2 separate regions of the Sus scrofa genome follow, and region 1 is linked to region 2. The links are chromatin contacts, called in public Hi-C maps. All regions are on one chromosome and are shown on one strand. Each heading gives the region's core, a stretch centred on a gene start, on an enhancer-like site or on the middle of the called end of the contact. The rest is flanking DNA. Distances are from core to core; before and after follow the strand shown.

Region 1 (6,267 bases), core at 1,503-4,002, 37 kb after region 2:
CGACCTACACCACAGCTCATGGCAACGTTGGATCCTTAACCCAGTGATCGAGGCCAGGGATCGAACCTGTGTCCTCATGGATAGTAGTCAGATTCATTTCTGCTGAGCTACGATGAGAACTCCTCATCTGTGTTTACAAAAATGTTTTCAAGCATGCATTGAAAAACAAGACCAGGAAGAAATAGGAGTTGCCTGGTGGCTCAGCAGATTAAGGATCTGGTGTTGTCACTTCTGTGGCATGGGTTCGATCCCTGGCCTGGGAACTTGGGCATGGCATGTGCGTGGCAAAAAAAAAAAAAAAAAAAAAGACCGCGTTGGGGGAAATACATTACAGTATTATCAGTGATGTTCTCCTGGTGGTTGGATAACAGGTAATTACTTATCTCTCATTCCCATTGCTTCTGTGTTTAAATTTTCCTGCAGCTAGAATGTGTGATTAGAGAGCCATAAACACATTCTGAACTCCATCAACCCAGGAGCCCCTCGCATGGGGGAAGGTGTGGGCTGCGGAAAAATGGGTGGGGAGCGCTCCTGGAAATATCTGGCGGTTGCAGCCCGCTTGCTGCTGAGGGGAAGAGGGAGCCTGAGGCCTCCCCGGCTCTGGTTCTCTCAGAGTGACACGGGTTTCCCTGCCTGCAGACCTCCTTCGCAAGACACATAGCAGCAGATGTGTTTCTCCCCCGGGAAAACGTCGCCCAAACTCCCAGAGCAGAATTCCTTCAGGCCCCTGCCCCCTGCCCCACGCCCCTCGCCTGGCATCCCAGGGAATGTTCCCACAGAGGCTCTCCCAGTTGGCAGTACTCAGATCTCCACCTCTTGACACTTCTGAGACGGTGACCCGGGTTGGGGGCGGTGGGGGGAGGGGGCTGGTTGGTTTCTGCTTCAATTCACACCCTCCTGCCCCCTTCAGCAGCCAGGCTGGGACCATGGGGCTCACACCAGCCACCACGGTGGAAAATGACATAGACACTTCGTCCTTTGGAAACATCTGGCCTGTTCCATGGAAGGAAAAACTGAGCTCATCCCAAGAAACAGGACAGAGCTGGGATGGTACAGTAATCTCTGGATTCCACAGAAATCCATGTCTTGGCTTTTTTTTTTTTTTTTTTTTAACTATCATTAGGATTTGTTTTTCAGGGTTGTTTTTTGTTTTTTGTTTTTTGGCTTTTTGGGGTAGCCCTTCATTTCCTAAAGAATGGATTTTCTTCACATAAACACTGTGGTGAAGCTGTTTCACAGTCACCTCAGAACAGCAGAATCATGGCCTCTTTATCACTTCAAGTAGCTTCCTCAGAACTCTTATCTTACAGCCGAGTGGGCTGGAGGGAGCCTTAGAAGGTGGCATTGAGAATATTCCAGTTGCTTGGGGGGGAATGGTCTAAGAGTCAAGAATAAGCGAGGAGAGGCGTTCCGTTGTGCCACAGCAGGTTAAGAACACGACTAGTACTCCTGAGCATGAGGGTTCCATCCCTGGCCTTGCTTAGTGGGTTAAGGATCTGGTGTTGCCGTGAGCTGCAGTGTAGGTCACAGATGTGGCTCGGATCTGGTGTTGCTGTGGCTGTGGTATAGGCTGGCAGCTGTAGCTCTGATTTGACCCCTAGCCTGGGAACCTCCATATGCCACAGGCGTGGCCCTGAAAAGCAAAATAAAAAATAAGCGAGGAGGTACAGGTGAGGCTGAATCTGAGTGAACCCTAGAAATGGGCCCTGGCCTTGGAGGGGTGTGTGGTGGGGAAAGCGAGGGCTGCTGCTTACCACCTCTGGGTGTAGCACATACAGGCTCGCGGGTGGGCTGCCCCCCCACGGCCTGCAAGCCCTGTACTTGCCCAGCCTCAAGAAAGAGCCCGGAGCCGCCAAGAGAGACATCCATGATGTAATGGATGGGGGACCTTACCCATCTGACGCAAAAGGATCCTGGGGCCACACCCCCACTCTGGACAGCAGACATCAGGCAGGACAGGCTGCCCCCAGGGGTGGGGGACGCAGTTAATAGAGGGAATGGATGTCAGGTTGGCTCATCAGTTTCCATGGAAACCAGCAGAGGCGCAAGCCCCCTCACCGCCCTTTTGATAAACTCTCACAGTGGAGGGAGTTCTGATCTAAAGATCGGCACACTCACTAGGTGGGGCAAATTTGTAGGCATCTACTGATTAGGTTCTGTGATTAAGAGGGATGGTCAGCCAGGTGAGGAGCTATAGGTCAGGCAGGGACTGGGGAGCAGGGAGCAAGAGAACGGCCATCTTGGGTGGCCTGACCACCCCCACCTCACCCACCCACACACACACACACACACACACACACCCAGCACAGACAGCCCCTCCCCCTCAACTGGGCGGGCAGGAGGTTGTCTGCTGAGGGGCAGGGACTGATAAAAGACCCGTGGAAGGAACGCCCCTTCCTGTCCAGGAGAAGCTCAGTGAGTCCGGCTCCCTGATTCCCCGCTGGGTTTGGGGAGTGGGATCACCAACCCTGGGCTTGGGTCTTGCCTTGCTGGGAAGGAAAACGTCCATCCTTCCGCCCCCTTGCCTCCTCCCTCTCCTTCCAGCCCCTGCCTCTCCTGCAGCCCCGGTTCATTGCGCCTGAGCTTGGCACCAAGGCTCTGGGCGATTCTGAAGCCCCAAAACGGAGCTGGCAGCTGTTTCCTGCTGTTTGAGAACCTACCCAGCCCAGGCCCAGCTTCGCCTTTGGAGACCAGGAGCGGCCGCGGAAGGGATTTCAGACCTTCTCTGTGACAACCAAGGTGGTGGGAGAGCCGGCCGGGACCCCAGAGCAGAGCTGCCCCCTAGTGGCTTCTAAGGGCCTGACTGGCTTCTTCAGGAAGTCTTGAGTTCCTTAAAAAAAAAAAAAAAAAAAAAAACTTGAAAAATATTGGAGGGAATACTTATGACCTTCTTTTCTCCCTCTTTTCCTGCATACCTCTAAGGAAGAGAAGGAGACAGGAAAAAAGAGAGAAGCAAGATGGGAGGGGTGCAGAAGCGACCCAGGGAATTTTTAACCTGTTTAGTAAATGTGAGGCAAAGTTAAATATTCCCCTAAAAGAACCATTCGATTACTTGATTTTTTTTTTTTTAATTTTGGTCATGCCCGTGGCATGTGGAACTTCCCAGGCCAGGGATGAAACCAGAACGACAGAAGCAACTTGAGCCACAGCAGTGGCAACACCAGGTCCTTAACCCACTGAGCCACCAGGGAACTCCTAGATTAACTGCCCTTTGACACTTCAAGTTTGGCCCCTTTTAGCAAACTAATTAGAAATCCAGCTTGGGAGTTCCCATTGTGGCTCAGCGGGTTACACTGTGTCTCAGTATCCCTGAGGATGTGGATTCGATCCCTGGCCCTGCTCAGTGGGTTAAGGATCTGGTATTGCTGTGGACACAGTGCGTAAGGCTGCAGGAAACGTTTGTGTCAAAGTCTCTGCCACTTCTGGCCCCCTGGTCCTCTTATATGTCTCTTAACCCAGAAGAGTAGAGAGCAGGTCTGCCTTTGCTATAGACCGTCATGTACAATCCCGGGAATTCAGTATTTTATCGTGAGGTTGATCACTAGGAAGATTTACAGATGGCTCAATTTAAAGTCAGTATAATCATGTGGAAAATACCAACTGTCTTAGCCTGGATTCCGCGGAAAACACAGCCTGAGGCCAAAGCTTACGTGCAACTAATGTATTAGAGAATGCGACGTCAGGGAGCAGGGGTGAGGGACCCAGGGAGCGAGGACCGCAGGAGGAAGGTGCATTCTTTTTTTTTCTCTGTGTCTCTCTTTTTTTTTAAGGGCCACACCTGCGGCATATGGAGGTTCCCAGGCTAGGGGTCGAATTGGAGCCACGGCAGCCGGCCTACACCACAGCCACAACAATGCCAGATCCAAGACTCATCTGTGACCTACACCACAGCTCAGGGCCACACCAGATCGCCAACCCACTGAGCACAGCCAGGGATTGAACCCGTATCCTCATGGATGCTAGTCGGGTTCTTAACTCACTGAGCTGCAACAGGAACTCTGGAAGATGCATCCTTAAACCTGCCAGGTGCTCAAAGTGGTTGGCTGCTGGACCCTGGGGGACTGTCCTCTATGAAGTCACATAACCAGCATCTTAGGACAGTATGTCAGGAGGGAAGCAACCGCACTTCCTTCTAGCTCCCTCTCTCTTCTCGCTCCCCCTCCTTGTCACTCACTAGCACGGGCTCATGTGAGGGACAAGCTAGGGTCCTGCTATGTCAGCGTGGAAGCCCTAGGGCAGGAGGAGAGACATGGAGAACCAGACCCCAGGGCAGGACATGGTGTGGCCGCATCAGCTTGAAATTATTTGCATTTACATAGAACTGATCAGCGCCTTGGTGGCTGGAAAAGTGACAGAGGAGGCCACAAAGTTCTCAGGTGGTGCATGCGTGGTATCTGACAGGTCATTCGAACTGGGACGTTAAAGAAGATAAGAAGCGAAATGTCATTGAGGCCTTATGTTTTTAAGAGAACAAGCCCATCGAGGTAGGGATTCAAGGATGTTTATAGCAGCTGTGTTTGTAACAGGAAAAAAAATCAAAATCAAGAACAAAAACTAAGGGAAGTCTGGAGTTCTCCTGTGGTGAAGGGGATTAAAGATCCGGTGTCGTCACTACAGTGGCATGGGTTCCATCCCTGGTCCAGGAACTTCCACAGGCCATGGGTGGCTTGCAAGCATGCAGGCAGATCTGAAAACGGATCAAAGGGTACACTTCAAATATGTAAGTTTATTGTATGTCAATAAAACTGTTAAAAACAATAAAAATTGAGGGTGGGGTGGGGGAAATGAGGCGATGTTGGTCAAAGGGTACACACTTTCAATTTTTAAGAAGAACAAGTTTTGGCATGGTAACAACTGTTAATGATACCTAATAATGGGTTATATACTTGAAATGTCCTAACATAGGTATTAAATAGTTTCAGTGCAGGGATTTCCCACTGTGGCTCAGCAGAAACGAAACTGACTAGGATCCATGAAGATGCAGGTTCAATCCCTGGCCTCACTCAGTGGGTTAAGGATTCAGCAAAAAAGACCAAATAGGGAGTTCCTGTCGTGGCGCAGTGGTTAACAAATCCGATTAGGAACCATGAGGTTGCGGGTTTGGTCCCTGCCTTTGCTTGGTGGGTTAACGATCCAGCGTTGCCGTGAGCTGTGGTGTAGGTTGCAGACGTGGCTCGGATCGCAAGTTGCTGTGACTCTGGCGTAGGCCGGTGGCTACAGCTCGGATTAGACCCCTAGCCTGGGAACCTCCATATGCCACTGGAGAAGCCCAAGAAATAGCAAAACAAACAAACAAACAAACAAACAACCAAATAAAAATATATATATATATATATATTATATTTTGGCTGCACCTTTGGCATGCGGAAATTCCCAGGCCGGGGATCAAATTTGTGCCATCATACCAACCAGAGCTACAGCAGTGACAATCCTGGATCCTTAACCTACTGTATCACAGGAGAATTCTCTATAAAAATAAGTTTTAAATTAAAAGTTAAGGAGTTCCCTTTGTGGCGCAGTGGAAATGAATCCGACAAGGAACCATGAGGTTGTGGGTTTGATCCCTGGCCTCACTCAGTGGGTTAAGGATCCGGCATTGCAGTGCGCTGTGATGTAGGGTGTAGGTCGCAGACGCAGCTCAAATCTGGGCATTGCTATGGTGTAGGCTGGTGGCTATAGCTCCGATTTGACCCCTAGCCTGGGAACCTCCATGTGCCGCAGGTGCGGCCCTAAAAAGACAAAAAGACCAAAAAAGAAAAGAAAAGAAAAGTTTTCTGGAAATAACCATTCAATCAAAGGGGGCTGATTGATAAATGATGGTGCTTAATACATTGAAAAAAATCTATGCACCCATTAAAAAGAGAAGATAGTTCTGTACAAGGAGATATGGAACCTCCCCCAAGACACAGTAAATGAAAAAGCCAAGTACAGAGCAGTGTGTCTGTATGGTCTTGCTTGTGTACATTTTGGACAGCCTTTGCACATGAAGCTATGTTATGATGGTTGGGGCTTCACAATAACAGAAAACTAAGACTGTGAATGGTTTAGGAGTTCCTGCTGGGGTGCCGTGGGTTAAGGACCTGGTGTTGCTACAGCTGTGGCATAGATTGTAGCTGTAGCTTGGATTAGATCCCTGGCCTGAGAATTTCCACATGCTGCAGGTGTGGCCCAAAAGAAAAAGAAAAAAAAAAAAAAGCCTTTAACAATAAAATTGTCTTCTTCTTTTAAATTACATTTTTTTTTTTTTAATTTTAGGGCCACAGGTAC
Region 2 (6,249 bases), core at 2,179-4,678:
TTTTGGCATCACTCCCCTCACCGGTTAAACACTGTACTGTCCATAAATGCATACAGACTTTAAAACAATGTGGATTGAGTATTTATGGTATTAGAAATGAAACTTCTTACTAACAATTGCAAAAATCTAGTGTACCAGCTGATAGAGAGGTACTTACTGACTCCCAAAAACTACAGCCTTACCTAAAAATAGTGTCCCAGCTTCCCAGCCAAAAGGACAGACTAAAAAAGCTATGTCTTTATTCAGCTCAAAGACACAGACTCCTACTTCACCACAACCTTCCATACTATGGTATTTCCCATTTTAGAATGCTTTGTGTAACAACCTGTTTGGTGGCCAACCACCAACTTCACTTTGAAGTGAATACTAACACTCACTTGGTCTACACGTGCGAAAATTATGGAAAATGTCTTGACACAATTCAGGCCAAACAACACTAGCCACACAAGATCATCTATTTCTAAATATTCCCTTTTAGACTATAAAGAAACAGCTCCATAGGCCAAAAAGTAGATCACTAGTTCTTCCTACAAAGTAATATATACACTAAAAAAAAAAAAGATAAAAGGTACAGATTGGAAGGTCTAAGTCATGAATACGCCTCTATCACCTGTAAGCTGAAAATAAATTTTAGTAGTTCCCACTGTGGCACAATGGGGTCCGCGGTGTCTCTGGAGCACTGGGAAGCGGGTTCAATCCCCGCCCCTCACAGTCCATTAAGGATCTGGTGTTGCCCCAGCTGCCTGGCAGGTTGCAGTCAGGGCTCAGACCTGATCCCTGGCCCAGGAACTTCCATATGCCCATATGCCATGGGGCAACAAATAATAATAATAAATAATAAAGCACTAGAGGGTTCAAATAACTAAGTAAATTTTAAAAATCCATATTTGTTCTTCTGACAAGAAAAAAATTAAAATATGTGATACACACAAGCACCGTTGAGTTTCAAACACAGGCAAATGTGGTGTGTGCACTTACAAAAGGATCTTGGTTTGTGTCCCCTTTCCTCTCCCAAGTTTTTTTTTTAAGGCAAAAATATCAATTGTATGCCTCAATCTGGAAAAAATAAAACAAATGTGTGATAGAAATGAAAAGTTTGTAAGTGGATTTCAAAATACAAAGGCTGCCCAGATGTGTTAAATAAAAAAAAAAAAAAAAAGACTTACATTCTCTCAATAAACCATAGTAAAATATTTTCAAAGTTGAGAAAATTGTTTGTGAAAAATGTAAAATTAGCAAAGCTCTCTCCTTCTCCCCAGTAGGGAACACTAACTGTGCACTGACACTATACCAATAACATCCTATAAATTCAAAGCCTTTAAGTAAGATTAAATAAAGCAACACTTTGAATTCACACACTACACGTGACCAGAAAATAATGACAAACCAGTCTTATCCCTAATTGGCTAACCAAAACACAACACTACCATTTTTATTTCAAAATAATTATGAGAGAGACAAGTACTATTCCATTTTACAGAAAATAGAAGCAAGATGTGCATAAGGTAATTCTTTCCAGTGGAAAGGGTGTACTTTACAGGAGTTCTATAAACTTCGAACAGACAACATCCACATACACAATCACTAACACTCAATGCAGAGTAAGCGATGGACACCAAAACAAAGATAAAATTAAGACATTCAATTAAAGTTACAAAAGGAAATTTAAATAGGCAAACTATAATTACCCCTGGTGAAGATACAGATCAAGGATGGCTGCGAATAACATCTGACTCTGGATAAGCCCCACTATGGTTGAGAATGTTGAAGTCACTGAAGTTTGATACACTTGACACAGTTTGCCTTCCTAAACCTACTCCTGCCTCTACACCCTCTAAGTCAGTGATTTGGAACTAAAGATGGCCCCATCACATTACGGAGTCTCGGTCTCACCCTTAGGACTTGATTAAAATAAAGAAGAAAAAAAGGTAAATCATTTTTAACCGCAGTCTCACCTTACACATCTCACCAGCACTGTAGTTCTTTAGTGATCAATTACTTCATCCAATTCCTGAGGCAAATAGAAAAAGTAAAATGTGTCTATACAACACCAGTAACAGACATGCTAGGTAGCAAATATTTTATCAGCTTGAAGTGAAAGAGCACCTAAATTTCAAATGGAAAAAGTTACCAAAACGGTACAGTATGCAGCTTTGTAAGTGAGTCTGTTTGTTTTACTTTAAAATAAAAACATTTCCTCTCTGTGTGATAAAATAGATTATAAAATGCTCTTCAAATCCAAAAACATAAAAAGTCATCTCTAGTCATCTCTTAAACAGCACTGACTGACTTGACTTTCAAAAAAACAAAAGAAGAAATGAAGAAGAAATTCATTAACATGAGTTTAAGAGAGGGTAAAATTAAGAACAAACTAGCCAGGACAACTTATTCATCCCCCACTCCCTCCCCGCCCCCAGCTCTAGGAATCCACTGTTTCTGGATTTATACATATTATATTAATGATTTGCCTGAAAAGTGTAAGTGCTAAGGGAGAAGGATAACGATTTTGAGTTTCAAACAAAACCTGAGGATCTCAACCCAAGAAGAATCCTAAGATGCTGATTTCCAGTCCTAGCTGGAGGATTCTCAACAGGGGAGGGTGTAGCAGACTCCAATAATTTGGGGGGAGAAGAATCAAAGTTCCCTAGATAAAAATGCAGGCCCTTAGCTCTGGAAAAGGGGAGTCTTCAAGGAATCTCCAGGAAAGGAGAGTCTGTTTTTATTTTTGTTGATGTGTTTATGGGCCAATGAGAATTTCCGAGGAGGGGGCGGAGAAAGGGGTGAAGAAAGTGAAGCTGGGGCAAGAGCCCTCCGCGGGGGAGGGGGCGCACTCCTGACCCACTTTTGCCGACGCCCACCCTCCGGCCCCCGCCCCCACCTCGAGTAGAAGTCCGAACCCCGAGGGGGCAATCGAGCGGGGCGTGGGAGGCCCGCACGCTCCCCACCCCCAGCCGCGACCCGGAGGAGGGGAGCGTGCGAGGAGGCTCGACTCCCCCTCCCGAAGTGCCTGGGGCTGGACGAACCTCCCGCAGGCTCGCGGCCCGGGTCTGCGAGGTCCCCTTCACCGCCTGGGTCGAGGGCGCCGCGGCCCCCAGCGGAGGGGAAGGGGACCGAGGAGGGGAAGAAGCTGTAAACAGCCCCAGCGTCCGGGCCTCGCCTCGAAGAGCCCCGCTTCCCAGGCCCCGCCGCGGGCCGCCTGGGCCCCCGGCCCGCCCCGGGGCCGCCCCTCCCGGGAGCCCGGGGACCGTAGGGGTGTCCAGTCCCCTCCCCGGAGGGCTCCGGCAGCTCGCGGAGCGGTCCCAGCGGCAGAGAAGGGGGAAGTCAGGACTTACCTGTCATTACTTTCTACGCCATCTTGGATCCACTTGTCAACGTCCCCACAAAGCATTATGGGTAAGAAAGAGCCTTTAAAGTGACTCCCCCCCTCGGCCCCCGACTCCCGCCTCCCGCCGCCGGCGCCGCCCCTCCAGCCTCACCTCCCGCCCGGAAAGTTGCCCCGGGTGGCGGGCCAGCCCCGACGCCCGCAGCCCGCCCCCCCTCCCCGCTCCCGACCGTTTGCATTTACAATTCACCCCCTTTTTTAAAAACGTGGCTTTAGGTCTTACCGGTTGCTTCTGCCCCTGGCCTCCCTTCCCCCCGCCCCTCGCCTCCACGCCTGTTCCCTTTGCCCCGCCGCCCTCCTGTCCTGGCAGACACCCCACGTCTGCATTTAATCAGCCCGAGGTTTCCCTGCTGCTGCCAGCAAAGAGCTGCTCATTGATTTATTTATGCGCATTTATGCGTCTGTTATTGCTCTAGATCCTTGGTGCCCGGCGGCGGGCTTCTGCTTCCTGCCCCCGGGAAGCCTAGGGTTGCCCTCCGGGCCCCGGAGCCCGGCAGCCCTTGCAGCTCAGCCTGCACTCTGACTGCGGCCTCCGCGAACGGAAAGGTGCCTCTGCCCGGCCAAACCGCTCCGGGGCTGTCGGGCTCCGGGATCTGGGCGGACACTGTGTCCCCGAGTCAACCGGCATCGCAGCGTGTTGGGGAGGGGGAGGGGGATACTAAGCTAAATGCAACTTTTACCGCTGTTTACTCTCCCTTCCGCTGTCTCCTCCCCTGGACCAGTAACGCGATCCATAACCCTCTAGGTGGGGACCCCTCCCCTAGGAATGTGGCTTTGGGCTCTGCCGAATCCACCCTTTTACAGTCCGGACTGCGTGCGAACTGGGACTTCCCGGGGCAGGTAACTTGGGGTGCAGGCTGAGGGCGTTGGCTGGGACGCGGAAGCCACCCCGGCTTGGGAGAGGGTCCCGGAGGGGGGCTGGGGCCGGGAGGAGAGTGCGTCCGCTCCAGTCCACCTGCCGGGTCTTAGCTGGGCGGCGAGCTCAGGCGATGGGGAGAGAGGAGGACTGCGGGCGCCACTCCCGCCCAAGGCTTGTTGGGGGATGCTCAAGAGTTGCCTGTCTGCGACAGGATACATTGGAAGTAGGCGGCGCTGAGACGCCAGCCCGGGGACCCAGGCGAGCGACCCCGTAGCCCTTGCGCGCCGCCTGAGCCTCTGCTGCGGCGGGTTAGCTCATTGCAGGGGAGCTGAGCTCTCTCCCCCATTACTCGTTGCCCGCTTGTGTTTGCGCGGGCGAGCACATCACTGGCCCGCCCCCCTAGCGCCCGGGTCCCCTTGCCCCTGGAGCAGGTTTCTCAGTCCTCGGCGCTTTCACTTCCCATTGCCTTTGATCTCTGCTTTGCAAACTTTGGGGGCCTGCTGTGGTTGCTTCTACCCCCCCCTCCACACACACACCTCCCCAAGCAAATTTCTACCATGAGGTGTCCAAGGGAGAATCCTCCAGGACCTCAGGAATTGCGAAATTGAATTGTGTATAAAATGCTGTTGAAAGGTTCTGAAATTAGAAGAAAGCACGGGCATTAAAACCCCCCTGGGGTGCCTGGAGAGAGTCTGGGGCCTTGGGGTCCACACAGGGGTTTTACCCTCCTCCAGACCCTAGGAGAAGCCTCTCTCGAGGAACCTGGACGATTGCTGACATAAGCCCTGCCCCCGGGGAGCTAAAAATTCCACCAGGCAATTGTCCCGGCCAAATGAGAAGAGTGGGGTGTAGACTCATTAAGGGATTGGCCCGGGGTCAGCGGTGAGGGAGAGAGCGAGGTAATGAGTCACTCAAGGCTGGCCGGGAACGTAGCGTGCCGGGAGGGACCTCCCCTGAGTCACCCGTTTCTCTGAACTCGGAATGAGTTGGGAAACTGGAGCCTGGAGCCAGGTTCTTAGACAATCCAATGAACTGCAGGCCATGGGCTTGGGCTGGGGCGGGTAGCGCTGCTCAGGACCCTTCTGCCTGATGCCCACTGGAAAACAGGCTCCCAAGTCTCTCCTTTGCAGGGTAGCCAGTTGCTGTTTCCAGTCCCTTTTCTGCACCTAGTTAGCCACGCCTGTGCACTGATTTATTGGTTGCTTTGTGTTTACATGGCACCTTTATGTGTGTGGTCTGAGTTTCACATAATTCAACACTAAGTAAGCTGAGGGCAAGGACCGTGTCTCCCCGAGGTACCTTTCTTGGCCTTATATAGGCCTGGACCCAAAGCAGAGCTTGATATATTTGACTGCTTGCCCCATTCACTCATCTAATCCAAGGTGCATCCTGGTCCATCCTTGTCCAAGTCACCACCTATGGCCTGTGCCAGAAAACCTTCCTGAAGTTCCCGCAGTGGCTCAGCAGAAACAAACCCAGCTAGTATCCATGAGGACAGATGCAGGTTCCATCCCTGGCCTCGCTCAGTGGGTTAAGGATCCAGCGTTGCTGTGAGCTGTGATGTGGGGCACAGACGCAGCTCGGATCTGGCCTTGCTGTGGTTGTGGTGTAGGCCAGCGGCTACAGCTCTAATTCAAGCCCTAGCCTGGAAACCTCCCTATGGCCTTATGCTGCGAATGCGGCCCTAAAAAGACAAAAAAAGAAAGAAAATCCTCGCAACTCTTCCCCTAGCACCGCTCTAACCCCCTATAGTCTATTTTCCGTCTGATCAACCCGGGCGAGGTCTGTGAAATGTTAACTCTATCGCGTGACTCCTCTGCTTAACCCCACTGCATGGGACCTCATCACATTTCGAATAAAACCAAATTCCCAACCATAGCCCAGAAGGTCGTGTGTGAGTGGCTCCTGTATCACCACCATCGTCGACACACTGGTCTTCTACCGTCCCCTGCAGCACCAGAAGCTTCCTCCAGCCAGATCCTTGTCCCTCCCTGCCCCCCATCTGATG

The links. Hi-C and Micro-C count contacts between places; a contact is called where the count stands out from the background.
Region 1: a contact with region 2 is called in a Hi-C map of liver, with 2.4 times the contacts expected there. The contact joins the enhancer-like site here to the promoter of HELZ in region 2. A contact is called at or near these places in 1 of 5 promoter capture datasets (liver), 18 of 47 Hi-C or Micro-C datasets (alveolar macrophages, embryonic fibroblasts, epiblast stem cells and 10 more) and 2 of 2 datasets of contacts at active chromatin or transcription factors (alveolar macrophages and skeletal muscle).

What each region holds. Positions count from the first base shown.
Region 1 is chr12:13,689,504-13,695,770 of Sscrofa11.1, forward strand. No RefSeq gene overlaps it. Among named protein-coding and RNA genes, the nearest start is that of PSMD12, 37 kb to the right of the region's middle. Within about 2 kb of position 2,753, at least 41 of the 83 cell types and tissues checked have an H3K27ac peak or open chromatin away from gene starts, as enhancers often do. A contact at or near this core is called in alveolar macrophages, epiblast stem cells, fetal liver and 6 more, where this site is marked.
Region 2 is chr12:13,651,551-13,657,799 of Sscrofa11.1, forward strand. It overlaps HELZ (probable helicase with zinc finger domain), which reads right to left and starts at 3,429. Exons shown (of 34, transcript XM_021066750.1): 1 at 3,333-3,429; 2 at 1,956-2,011. It overlaps LOC102161720 (a long non-coding RNA gene), which reads left to right and starts at 3,543. Exons shown (of 2, transcript XR_001299812.2): 1 at 3,543-4,222.